Linked DNA regions of Ovis aries: region 1 is linked to region 2. A link is a contact called in public Hi-C data. All regions are on one chromosome and are shown on one strand. Each heading gives the region's core, a stretch centred on a gene start, on an enhancer-like site or on the middle of the called end of the contact. The rest is flanking DNA. Distances are from core to core; before and after follow the strand shown.

Region 1 (6,691 bases), core at 1,819-4,318, 840 kb after region 2:
CTGAATTGACAGCACCGTGACCTGGTGATGTGGGAGATGCGATGCTTCTTAGGAGACCGCTCCAGGTTTCACTCTGATGGGGGAGTGGTCTGTGTCAGCGTGTGGTCACCGTGCAGTGTGGCCAGGCTCCCCAAGAGGTGGTGGGCGGACGTGGGTGGGCAGAGGGGGCCTCAAGACGGGTACCCACTCGCCCCACGTTCGTCCCTGAGAGCCCAGCCCCCAGTGCTAGTGCTCAGCTGTGTCTGACCCCGTGGGCTGTAGCCCGCCAGGCTCCTCTGTCTGTGGGATTCTCCCGGCAAGAAGGCTGGAGTGGGTTGCCATTTCCTCCTGCAGGGGATCTTCCTGGGTCAGGGATCTAACCCATGTATCCTGCATTGGCAGGCAGATTATTAAAAGTCAGGGAAACTCCTTAACCCTGGGCCAACCAGGTGGCTGGTCGCCCTCAGGATAAACCCAGTGTTTGCCCGCGCCTGGGGGTCAGGGAATTCCCAGGGTAGTTGACCTTGGGTGTGGACATGAAAATAATTTGTTAAGCAGACAATAGCTCCTTGATGCATCCCGCGAAGCGCTGATTCTTAGGTCTGGACAGACCCCAGTGGTCCTGGGCTGAGGCTGCCGAGTGGTAGGATGGGGAGCAGAGCCGAGGCAGGGGAGGCAGGCACGAAGGGTCACCTGGCCTTTCTTCAGGTGCCTCACTCATACCACCCGGTCTCAAGAGGCCGGAGCTGCACCACATTCATGACAGTGAAAGTGTCATTCGCTCAGTTGTGTCCGCTCTTTGTGACTCTATGGACTGTAGCCTCTGTCCTTGGGATTCTCCAGGCAAGACTGCTGGAGTGGGTTGCCATGCCCTTCTCCAGGGGATCTTCCCGACCCAGGGATTGAACCTGGGTCTCCTGCATTCAGGCACATTCTTTACCCACCAAGCATAGCAGGTGCTCAGGAAGCATTTGTAGACTGAATGAGTGATCTCTGGCCTTCCTGTCTCCCCGAGTGGCTCCTGTGGGGGAGGTGGAGCTCTGTCTCCAGGAGCCTCGGGAGGAGCCAGGTCACCAGCCCCGAGGAGCTCGGAGTCCAGCCTGGCTGACTTGCGTCCCGCGTCCTCTGCCCACAGAAGCTCCAGCGGGAGAAGCAGCCTAATAACCTGAACGACACCATCAAGGAGCTGTTCCAGGTGGTGCCCGGGGACGTGGACCCCCTGCTGGAGAAGGGCTCCGTGGGCTGCCGGCGCTGCGCCGTCGTGGGCAACTCGGGCAACCTGAGGGAGTCCTGGTACGGGCCTCAGATAGACAGTCACGACTTTGTGCTCAGGTGAGTGCGGGCCCTCGCCCCCTGGCCCACCCCGCCGCCCCCACCTGGGCCCCTGGAGCTGCAGCAGGCGTCATGGCTCAGGGTCAGGAGGTCAGGACTCCAGTCGGGGAGTCCAGACTTCCCCAGGGCCTCAGTTTCCCCATGTGCATTGCAGGATGGGGATGAATCAGCAAGGCCTCTCTGAACCCAGAGAGAAGCACCCAGTGGGCAGGAACTCGGCCTGGAGCGGCCTGGCTGGAGGCCTAGACTAACGAGATTCTTGTTTCATCTTTGCAGTCCGTCCCTGCTTGGCCATCCAGGCCATAATGTAACCTATGCTTCTAATGCAAACATAGGTTTCCCTGTCTCCAAGTAAAATGAATGTTCCAGGAAGATGCCAACCTCTCTCCTGGGTTTCTCGTCACCCCAACACCAGGCGCCAGACCCGGGGCACCAGTGCCCAGCATGAGAAACTCAGGCAGCCATCCTCAGACCCCTTCTAGAACTGTCCCCCATGTCTGTGGACTCTGACTTTATGTCTTTAGACCACTCACCTGGCCTCGGGGAGCCTCAGTGTACTGGTGTCCAGTGGGAATGTCTGTGGTGAGGGGGAGAGAGTCAGATTTAGGGTTGACAGGCCCTGAGTTCAAGGCCGCCACTGGGTAGCTCTTATGTTCTGGGATAAATTCTTTATGCTCAGATTAGTTTGGCCATAAAATTAGGACCATAAAATACATATACCAGTTATCGTTAAAGGTCAATGAGGTACATCGCTGCACCGGGACAGAGTCAGCTGTTGGTGGTGGGGATGGTTAGGCTCACCTGAGATCATCCGTGAGAAAAAAGTAGCTAAAGCATCTGACCTATGCCCTCCCTGTGCCCATTCTACAGATGAGGAAGGTGAGACACAGCACAGCCTCTCTGAGCTAAAGCTGACCCTCTAAGTCACCTTTGATGGTGACATGATACCTGTCATCTCTCCCCTCTCCCCCCAGGATGAACAAGGCCCCCACTGCAGGGTTTGAGGCCGACGTCGGGAGGAAGACCACCCACCACCTCGTGTACCCGGAGAGCTTCAGGGAGCTGGCAGAGAACGTCAGCATGGTCCTGGTCCCCTTCAAGACTGTCGATCTGGAGTGGGTAATCAGTGCCACCACCACGGGCACCATCTCCCAGTAAGTCCCCTTGAGGCGTCTGCACGGCGGAGGGGGTCACTGCTCCTCCTTGCTGAGTGAGGGCCTCTGAGCCCCCTGCCGTGGTGGGGGCTCCACCCGCTACAGCCACACTCGTGCTGTCCTGCCTCCCGAGACAGGCTCTCCTAGACAGCAGAGCCCCGCTCCCAGGCTGCCTCCGGCTCTTCCCGTACCCCTCCTCCCATCACCCCGATGCCCCGAGCTCTGGCCTTCCTCCTGCTCATGACTCCCCAGCCACAACACAATAGACCTCTCGGGTTTGCTTCCCCAAAGTGAAAAGTGAAAGTGTTAGTTGCTCAGTCGTGTCCTACTCTCGGCGACCCCGTGGTCTGTAACCCGCCAGGCTCCTCTGTCCAGGGGATTCTCCAGGCAAGAAGACTGGAGTGGGTTGCCCTTGCTTCCCCAATCACCCTGCGAGTCCCCCAGGAGGTGGACCCTGCTGAGCTTTCTCATCTCTGTGCTGCTCCCCTATTATGACAGCACCCCCTCCCCCCGCCTCTCACACTGTCAAAGCGGCTGCTAGGCAGACTGGGTGAGGAGCATGTAGGCTCTGGTGTGAGTCACAGGTCCTGCCTGGACCATCGGCGAGTTAGTTCACATCTGATTTGTTCCGGCCGCTTGGCACGTGTCTCGCTGAGCTCACACTAGTCCTCATGACCTCTGTCCTCCAGGGAGACCTGGAGGCTTGGCCAGGCTCGCACTTGGTCCCATTCCTGCCTAAAAGAAAAGGGGCTTAGTGCCGAGATGGCTGAGAGCCTCCCTATCTGAGGCCTGGTTAGGAAACCCGAGGGATTCGGGGTGCAGGGCAGTGAGGGAAGCTGGCTTGGCCAGAGGAGGGGCTGTATCAGCTAGGGCTCAGCTTGGCCTCCGCAGAAGGGTCTCAAGTTAGCCACGATCGCCCTCTGGTGTCCATAATGGGCTACTGCAGGAGGTGGAGCCCCTTGGTGGAAGAGTGCTTCTCCCCGTGGCCCGCCCGCCTCTCCCCGTGGCCCCCCGCCTCTCCCGGTGGCCCGCCCGCCCCTCCCCGTGGTCCACCTGCATCTCCAGCCCTCTCCTCCCCAGCCGATGCCCAGGCAGCTGACCCTCTCCCCATGCTAAGCACCTGCCTTTTCCTCCTGCAGTACCTACGTTCCTGTCCCCGCCAAGATCAAAGTGAAAAAGAATAAGGTGAGTCAAAGCACAGGTGCCTTGCCCTCTAGCTCAGCCTCGCTTTCAAGGGTCCGCCTGATGACAGAGAGAGCCATCTCCCCACTCTGCCCGCATCTGGCTGCAGAGAGCCCCTGGGCCCCCAGGGTTGGCGGCAGTGGGTGGGCCCCCACTTAGAGAGCAGAGAGAGGAGCCCTGGAAAGTTTCCCTTAAACCTGGACCCTGGACCAGCCCTTGTCACCAGTGCAGATCCTTGGGCTGCCCCAGATCCGCTGAATCAGAAGCTCTGGGTTTTTACAAGCCCCCCAAGGATGCTGACGCTGTTTGAGAGCCACTGCCCTATGGTGTGAGCATCTCAAAGCCAGTCCTCACCTCCTGTCTCTGTATCGCTGTGTTCCCCAGTAGGCCCTGGTGTGGGGTTGGGTAAAATGTGGGCAAAGGGCAAAGGGATGGTGGAAGTGAAGTGTTGCGTGGAGATGAAGAGATAGGTTCAGAGAGGCCAGGCAACTTGCCCAGAGACACACAGCTTGTTCACTGATGCTGTGTGCCGATGTCCTCCCGGGGGTGGCTATGTGACGTTGAGCATGTTACTTATTGTCTCTGAGCCTCGATTTCCCCACCTGTGACACAGGAGAGGGACAGCTGGCATGTGAGGTCATTCTAGGGGCTGAAGGTCATTCAGGCCCATGCCAGGCCAGACAGGTGGCTTGGTGTCTTCCTGCAGGGTGCCAGCAGTGTCCTTGTCCCAGGCCCATGCTGCTCCCTTGGAACCTTCTCCTGCAGCCTCATGTCCTGCTCCTGGCCTCCTTGACTGTTGTTCAGATGCCGCCTTCTCACCCATTCCTTCCTCACCTTTCTCTGCTTTCTTTCTCTCTGTGGTCTCATCCTCTATTCCAGCATCCTCTGTGCATCCGTGATTTAGGTTCAGTTCAGCTCAGTCACTCAGTCGTGTGAGTGTGAGTCCTCTGCGACCCCCATGGACTGTAGCACTCCAGGCTTCCCTGTCCATCACCAACTCCCCAAGCTTGCTCAAACTCATGTCTATTGAGTTGGTGATGCCATCCAACCATCTCATCTTCCGTCATCCCCTTCTCCTCCTGCCTTCAGTCTTTCCCAGCATCCAGGTCTTTTCCAGTGAGTCAGTGCTTTGCATCAGGTGGCCAAAGTATTAGAGCTTCAGCTGATTTCCTCTAGGATGGACTGGTTTGATCTCTTTGCAGTCCAAGGGACTCTCAAGAGTCTTCTCCAACACAGTTCGAGTTCAAAAGCATTAATTCTTCGGCGCTTAGCTTTCTTTATGGTCCAACTCTTATATCTATACGTGACTAATGGAAAAAACATAGCTTTGACTATACGGACCTTTGTTGGCAAAGTAATGTCTCTGTTTTATAAAATGTGGTCTAGGTTTGTCATAGCTTTTATTCCAAGGAGCAAGTATCTTTTAATTTCATGCCTGCAGTCACCATCTGCAGTGACTTTGGAACCCCTCAAAAATAAAGCCTGTAATTGTTTCCATTGTTTCCCTATCTTTTTGCCATGAAGTGATGGGACCGGATGCCATGATCTTGGTTTTTTGAATGTTGAGTTTTAAGGCAGCTTTTTCACTCTCCTCTTTCACCTCCATCAAGAGGCTCTTTAGTTCTTCTTCACTTTCTAGCATAAGGGTGGTGTCTTCTTCATATCTGAGGTTATTGATATTTTCCCCTGCAATCTTGATTCAGGCTTGTGCTTCCTCCAGCCCAGCCTTTCATGATTTAGGTTAGGGTCCATATTGTCCACTAGATCGTACCCCTCCCAACCCCCCATGTAGGGATATGAGCTCTGGGCACTGCTGTCCCCCGTGGACGCAGCAGCGTGCGCCACCTGACGCGTGCCTGGGGTCCTCCCCCAGCCCCTCACCCTGGGCCGCATCCTTCCCTCCGCAGATCCTGATTTACCACCCGGCCTTCATCAAGTACGTCTTCGACAGCTGGCTGCAGGGCCACGGGCGGTACCCGTCCACCGGCATCCTGTCGGTTATCTTCTCACTGCACGTCTGTGATGAGGTAGGAGGCACCCCATCCCCCGCTGCCTCGTGTTCCCCAGGGGGCCGCGAGAGGCCTGCGGTCAGGACCTCCATCCCCACCCCCAGGCCTTTTCTGGGAGCTCAGGTCCTGTCCCCACGGTGGGGCTTGCAGTCTCCTCCATAGGACCTTCCAGGAAGGAGCCGTGTTCTCCTGGTGTGGGAGCTTCCCTGGGCAGGGCCAGGCCCATCAGGTAGCTCAGACCTGGGGGCCGAATAAGGCAGCAGATTGTAATGGGGGAGCTGTCTGGGGCTTCGGTTTCCATCTCGTTTGCTCATTAGAATCATCTGTGCAGCTAGATTCTAGACCCCAGGCCACAGCCCACTTCCACCGGAACTGCTGGCTGGGGACCAGGGACCCAAGGGATCTCCCAGCACCGAGGAGTCCCTCTGCTCACCAAGACTGAGAACCAGTGATTCTGCCAAGTATGCCTTTCCCCATCCGGAGAAGGCAGTGGCACCCCACTCCAGTGTTCTTGCCTGGAGAATCCCAGGGACAGGGGAGCCTGGTGGGCTGCCGTCTATGGGGTCGCGCAGAGTCGGACACGACTGACGTGACTTAGCAGCAGCAGCAGCAGCAGCAGCAGCCTTTCCCCATCATGGACTCACCTAGCTGTCTGCCAGGCTGTGCCCATGTTTCCATCGGCGATCTGGGGTGCTCACTGCCTGTGGGCAGTGAAACAGGAGGGGACCACAGTCCCCCCAACTTCCTCCCTGGCCCGGGTTTAGGCAGGCCCCCCAGTGTCCCTTCTTGTCACCTACGGTCCGTCCTTGCCCCTGCACGGCTCAGAGCTGGAAATCGCAGGTAGGAGCTGTGCTCTGTCACCATCTCCCCCATCCTTCACAGAAACCTGGGGTCCCTGCCAGAAACCATATCTGCCTCTCGACTCCCCCTGCAGCCCCCACCTCCTGTCTGCTGGTCGCAGAGCACATGGGCTTCTGCCTCAGGAGTGCCCTTCCCTCCTGCCCTGGGGTGGCCAGGGCCGTGCTGGCGTTTCCT
Region 2 (6,225 bases), core at 2,132-4,631:
GCCGCTGAAAAGAAAGAACGAGAAAAGACATTGCTTCCTAAGGTCATAATTATGTTCTCAAATTGCTCAAATCGTTTGAATATTACATCTTTTTTTATATACAATTTTAAATGGATTCTTCCCTACAACGTGTCTGTTCAGATTTTTAACCCTTCACTCAAGACTGTGATTACTCCAACCTCTGAATTTTAGCACTGTGCCTCCAGGTCCATTATTTTGGAGCCCCTCTTACGTATCCTTTATCAAAATCTGCATTCAAGAAAACATAAAATTATGTATACAAATTATTCTGGCTTCATGTAAATGTATGTTTGCCATATAGCTATTAGATATAATTATAAAACTGTTGACACAAATGTATTCAACTATGTTAATTTATTATTGCATAATGAAATGTCATTTCATGTAATACATTTCTGGCACAAATTCACTCCGGTGCCTGTCTTGAGAGGCTGAAGAGGCCACCAGAGGGCAAGCTGGGAGGCTCACGCCCTCTAGGAACTGTCGCTGAAGCAGGATGCTATTACTTAGACAATTTTGAGCAACTTATATTTACTTCTATTAATGTGCCTTCACTAATTGAAGGCATCCTGGAACAGTAGGAAAATGGCGAGCATAAAGATGTTTACTGACTGAATACAAGCCAAATCACTCAGCAGGGCCATGGGCGGAGTCATCTCTCCATTTGCAAATCTGGTCTGGTAGAAGGGGACTGTCCCTTGGTCATTTCTATATGCCTGTGGCCAGTAATGATAGGGGCTCAGTGATCCTTCTTTGAACAGAGAAGAAGGAAAATACCATGAGAATAACGGAGAAAATCATAGCTGTCCAAATCATTAATTCAGGAATATCATTCACAATCCACTATTTTTTTTAAATTTGACTTTGTTAATATTCTGAGGCAACTGGGTTTTGAGACAAATTTTAAATTGCTTCATTTCCAAAATTCATTTTGGTCACAACATCGAGGAGTAACCCATTGGCTAATTAATAAGTAACATTTAAATGCTGTTGCTAGAAAGGCAACCCAGCACAAAACCAATACTGTCAGCAACCCAGAATAACTCTAATTTCCTGACAGAAATCGATTCGCAGGAAAATAGTGGTTATTGCAAATATTTATCCGTCTGAAAGGGAACACTCATCCGTGCAGCTTTTTGAGCAGTTCATTTGCAAATCAAAGACTGTGATGAGTTCCACTCAGCCTTCTATCTTGAGACTTGGGAAGCACTGTGGGAGGCGGTGGGTGTGTTGCAATAACCCTAGGATTGCCCTGAAGTGGCCCTGTTGGGAATGGGTGGATAGTGTAGACACATCCCACATGCGATGTGGGGAGAGCATTGGGCATGGAGAGTCCAGTTCTACACCTGGGGTTTCACTGACCTGCTGCGTGAGCTCAGAAAGCCACCTAACCTCTCTGCACATTTTTCTCTTCTTGAAAAGGATATTCTTATTTGTCCAATTTAGCCCTCCTATTGTTGTGAAGATAAAAGGAAGGGGTAGGGGGATACCTCTTAAGATATATTTAATGGACTGGGTAAATTTGGGGTCTTATAATCTTGGGTCTCTATTTCCCAAGAACAGGGTTAAGGAGCAAGACAAATTTCCCGATAAATCAAAGCATCGTCTTCCAGCTCAATGCTCTGTGCTGCTGTTCAGTCGCCATGTCGTGGCCAATTCTTCGCGACCCCATGGACTGCAGCACGCCAGGGAACTGTCCCTCACCATCTCCCAGAGTTGTGGGATGTTCGTGGGAGTTTTACTAACTGTAAAACAAGTGCCAATGAGAACCAAAGTGTTCACTGAGTAACACTGCAGTAGGAGCTGGGAAACAAAGATTAAAAAAAAAAATCTGCGTGGCTCCTGTGCTCAAGAAGTTCATGGTCTAGATCACTGGGAGGGGGCTGTGCAAACAGATAAATTCAGTGGGCTTGGGATGGTGCAGGCCCGAAGTGTGAGCAGGAGTGTGGGAACAGTCATGAGCTGAAAGAGAATTCCTTAAACTGAGCCGCAAGGAGGGGAGGTTATTTCAGGAAAAGGCTTATAACAGGCAAAGATTAGCATTTCAGGAGAACCAGAAAAACAAATCAGTATTTCCCAAATTTCTCACTTCAAGTTCACGTTTACATTTATTTTACCTTATCTCTGTTACCACATAAAAGATTTTAAGTCGACTGATTTTAGAAAATGTAAACAAGTTGGATTTAAAAAGAAAACTTTACACGATTACTACCATAAATGAAAGACGTTATTTGCTATAAACAGAAGCTAACCTTTTAAAACAAAAGCAACAGGAACTCATTAATTTAATAAATCACTGTCAGGCTGTTCCTAGTTTTGGTGGCCAAAGGGGTGACCCGGACGATATCGGGATAAATTACTGTCAGACAGTAATAAATCCTACGGAGAAAACAGAAAGTGACTTAGGAAGGTTCCTTTGGATGGGGTGGCCCGGCAGGGCCCGCTACAGTATGTCATTTGAGCTGAGATCTGAAGAAAGTGGTAGACCGAAAAGGAAAAGGAGGTCATTACAAGTCAAGCAGATGCTGCGGCTTGCAGAGAGAAGGCTGCGAGCCAGATTCAGGGAGAGGGTAAGTGATGGGGTGGCGGGCTCACAGCCAGCCGACACTTTCTGCAAGATAGTCTGGAGCGCGGAGAGAAGTCAGGCGCTCGGTCGAGGGGGTTCCAGCTGCTGAATTCTATCTGTAAGACTAAATCTAAGCTGACGCTCCAATCCTTTGGCTACCTGATGCGAAGAACTGACTCACTGGAAAAGACACTGATGCTGGGAGAGATTGAAGGCAGGAGAAGGGGACAACAGAGGATGAGATAGTTGGATGGCATCACCGATTCGATGGACAGGAGTTTGCATAAACTCCGGAGTTGGTGATGGACAGGGAGGCCTGGCGCGCTGCAGTGCAGAGTCGGACACGACTGAGCGACTGAACTGAACTGACTCCTAGCGCAAAGCATCTGCAAACAGTGCAACCTTGGAAAGAGTGAGGCCGGCTGTGACCGCCCCGATTGATAAATTAGTAAATAAATGAAAGCCAAGAAAAGTCATATCGCTGCGAACTGGGACAAGAGAGCTGAAACTCCTTCGTCCAGCCCGGTGCGGTCCAAGGATGAGGGTGACTGGCAGACGCCGGCTCCGGGCAGAGCAGGGCAGACTTGCGCTCCTGCAATCCTCACTCCCGGCCTCCGGTGAGCCCCCTTTCGGGAGAGGCTCAAAACGCGGAGCCGGCATATCCGCGGAACCGGATAGCGAAGCCAGGACACCGAGTCCGCGCACGCGCAGTAGCCCGGCCCGCCCGGCCGCTCTCGCCGCTTGGGGGGAGGGTCATCCGAGCCTGACGTCCGCGACGCCGACGTCAGCGCCCCGGGAAGAGGAGGGCGAAGACTCCATCCGCCATGTTGGATGCCGCAGATTCGCCATAACCGCGCCGGCTCTTTTCTTAAAAAAATAAAAATAAAAAGCGAAGCATCAGTGGGGCGCCCCGCCTTCTCGGTCGGCGCGGGAGGGGGCCCGGAAGAGCCCGACGCTTTTTTTTCCCTCCGCGGCGGGGGCGTTGCCATGGAGACGCGGGCGGCAGGTGAGCCGGGCTGGGGGTTGGGGTGGGGATAGGGTGGGGGTGGGGCGCGGCGCGGCGCGCGGGAAGCCGTTGCGAGCTCGGAGTCGGGAAGGAGCGCGCGGGCCGCTGGGCGGCGGAGGGATTCGCGGCCCCGGGCGGAGAGCGGACGTAGCGGCGTCCTTCGACAGCACGTTCGGTCGCTGGCAGTATCCCGCCGCCTCGGGTTTTTATTGAGAAAAAAAGTAACGAGGATGCTCCGGAAGAACGAGCGAGGGAAGGCAGTGCGCGCGCGCGTGCGCGTGCGCGTGGCCGTTTCCAGGGCAACGGGTGGGGCCGGGGTGCGCGCCAGCGACCGAGCGCAGGCGTGCCGGTGGGCGGGCTGTTCGAATCCCCGCGCCGCCGACTCTTTGGCCGCTTCTCCTCCTTCTTGCCTGCCCTCAGTTTCCTTCTCCGTGAATTGGGTAGCTCCTTCAGACCCACGTTCCTTGGGCAGGATGTGTTGAGGGACAGGGTTCCACCGAGCTGCTGAAGGAAAGTTTCTTTGTGTCCTGAAGAGGGAGCGATAAACGTCAGAGATTATTAGCGTTCTGACTGCCGGTAACCCTGTAACATCCTGTGATAAACTGTAATTTATCCTCTACCTGCCGCCTAGCCCTGCGGGCCCCTTGGTCCTCACCCGTTAAAGTTAAACTGAAATGCCACCTCCTCCAGGCAGCCATCCGTCTCTGGCTTCTGGGCGAGGGGGAAGCAGCCTTTCTGCCCGTGGACGCAAGAGCAGGATGGATCTTCTGAACACCTGGCTGGAGCCGCTTGACACTGAGCCTGGGGCTCTTTCCTGCGTGGTTAACAAGAAGCGTCTGCACTGGGGCACTGACCTCGCGCTTCCTGCCTCTCCGTTTCTACCAACAGTTCTAATTTGTATGTCGTTTACTGACGAGGAACAAAAGTTCGGAGAGGTCAACTTCATACAGTTTGGAAATGGCAGAACTGAGGCTTTAAAAATCAACTTCCTCCAGCTTGGGATGAAATCCAGACTTCGGAGTGGCTGTACGGCTTGTACTTCTGGCTCCTGGAGGTTCAAGTGCCTGGCCTCCAGTGGCTGCTGTAGGGTACCTTTATCGAAGGGAAGAGTGAATGCCTGGCTGCACTGACCACCTCCTGCCCCTTCCAGCCTGGTTCCATGGCAGAGCCCAGTGACTTCAGAAATATTGGTATAAGCTTGGTGTCATATGGTGACTCAGACTGGAAAGAATCTGCCTACAGTGCATAAGACCCGGGTTCGATCCCTGGGTCTGGAAGATCCCCTGGAGTAGGGAATGGCAACCCACTCCAGTATTCTTGCCTGGAAAATCCCATGGACAGAGGATCCTGGTGGGCTACAGTACAGGAGGTCCCTAATAGTTGGACATGACTAAGCAATTAACACTTAGTGTCATAGGGTTTACCCTCAACAACGGCCCCTCCAGCATCAACTTCTGAGCCTATAACCATATTGAAGCAGTTACACGGAGTGTCCGCAGTACTGAGGGTTGCCGAAGGCATTTGAGCTTATGTATGGTATTTGGTGCCCAGACGCCAGGGGCACATTTCGTGGATTCTTCAGTTGAAGCATTGGTGATACTACTCTCTACATGTCAGGCAGGGATGAGTAAAGAGCCCTTGGACCCTTGGTCCTGCCCTCATACCACTGTGTCAGATTCCGACAAGGAGAGCCAGTACAGTACAGTAAGTGTGTGTGTGTGTGTGTGTGAATGTGATGACGGAGCAGACCCAGATCCTCAGGAGAGCCAGTACAGTAAAGTGTGTGTGTGTGTGTGTGTGTGTGTGTGTGTGTGAATGTGATGACGGAGCAGACCCAGATCCTCAGGAGAGCCAGTACAGTAAAGTGTGTGTGTGTGTGTGTGTGTGTGTGTGTGTAGTGTGTGTGAATGTGATGACGGAGCAGACCCAGATCCTCAGGAGCTGTGAACTATACCAGGCATGCTTTCTGACAATAATGATGTTACCAAATCCAAAACCCGTACTGCTTGCCACACGATGCGTCAATAAATGAATCAATAGATGAACTGCTGGGCAAGGAACAGTGAGTTTATTTGGAAAGCCAGCAGCTGGAGAAGATGATGGACCAGTGTCCCAAAGCACAATTGTACCTGAGTTAGAATTCAGCCTTCTTTTATAATAAAAGGGGAGAGGGGGAGTGGTTGGTTGATGCACTTCTTGATATCTGAATCCTTAGTTCTTGCACCCGTGCTCCTAGGTCTGGTTACAATGTTCTATAAACCTCCAAGATAAATGTTATTCTCTGTTCTGCAAGTTTTTATCTGTAGGAATGGAAAAGTGTTGTACTTTAAAGGTCAGAGCCTTGAGAAGGGGCCGTTCTGTATATTTCAGGCTGTAGGCAATGTTTCTCAACTGGTAGCAAGAGCAATAGAATAGAAAGGTTAAAGTATTAGAAACAGATCCTATGTGGAGTCAGACTTGATCTTCCCTACTGAACTTTGTTTGGTGCTTCCCTTCTCCCAAGTATAGATACATGGCGTGTACCGCCCACTTCTCTTCTGGAGTTTACCTAACAGTTTCTAAAAACAATCCTGGACATTGTTGTAGTCGCCTTGAATTTTCAGCTGTAAGTGACAGAGATCATGTTTTAGAA

Evidence for each region. A called contact is a pair of places that touch in the nucleus more often than the background predicts.
Region 1: a Hi-C map of hypothalamus shows a contact between it and region 2, with 5 times the contacts expected there. The contact joins the enhancer-like site here to the promoter of ZFAT in region 2. A contact is called at or near these places in 6 of 16 Hi-C or Micro-C datasets (blood, hypothalamus, muscle and 3 more).

Annotation. Positions count from the first base shown.
Region 1 is chr9:21,037,418-21,044,108 of ARS-UI_Ramb_v3.0, forward strand. It overlaps ST3GAL1 (ST3 beta-galactoside alpha-2,3-sialyltransferase 1), which reads left to right. Exons shown (of 9, transcript XM_060419995.1): 5 at 1,115-1,311; 6 at 2,286-2,465; 7 at 3,605-3,650; 8 at 5,555-5,674. Among named protein-coding and RNA genes, the nearest start is that of ST3GAL1, 81 kb to the left of the region's middle. Within about 2 kb of position 3,069, at least 21 of the 54 cell types and tissues checked have an H3K27ac peak or open chromatin away from gene starts, as enhancers often do. A contact at or near this core is called in hypothalamus and tail adipose tissue, where this site is marked.
Region 2 is chr9:20,192,557-20,198,781 of ARS-UI_Ramb_v3.0, forward strand. ZFAT (zinc finger and AT-hook domain containing) reads left to right here and starts at 3,382. Exons shown (of 15, transcript XM_042254054.2): 1 at 3,382-3,593. The coding sequence starts at 3,419.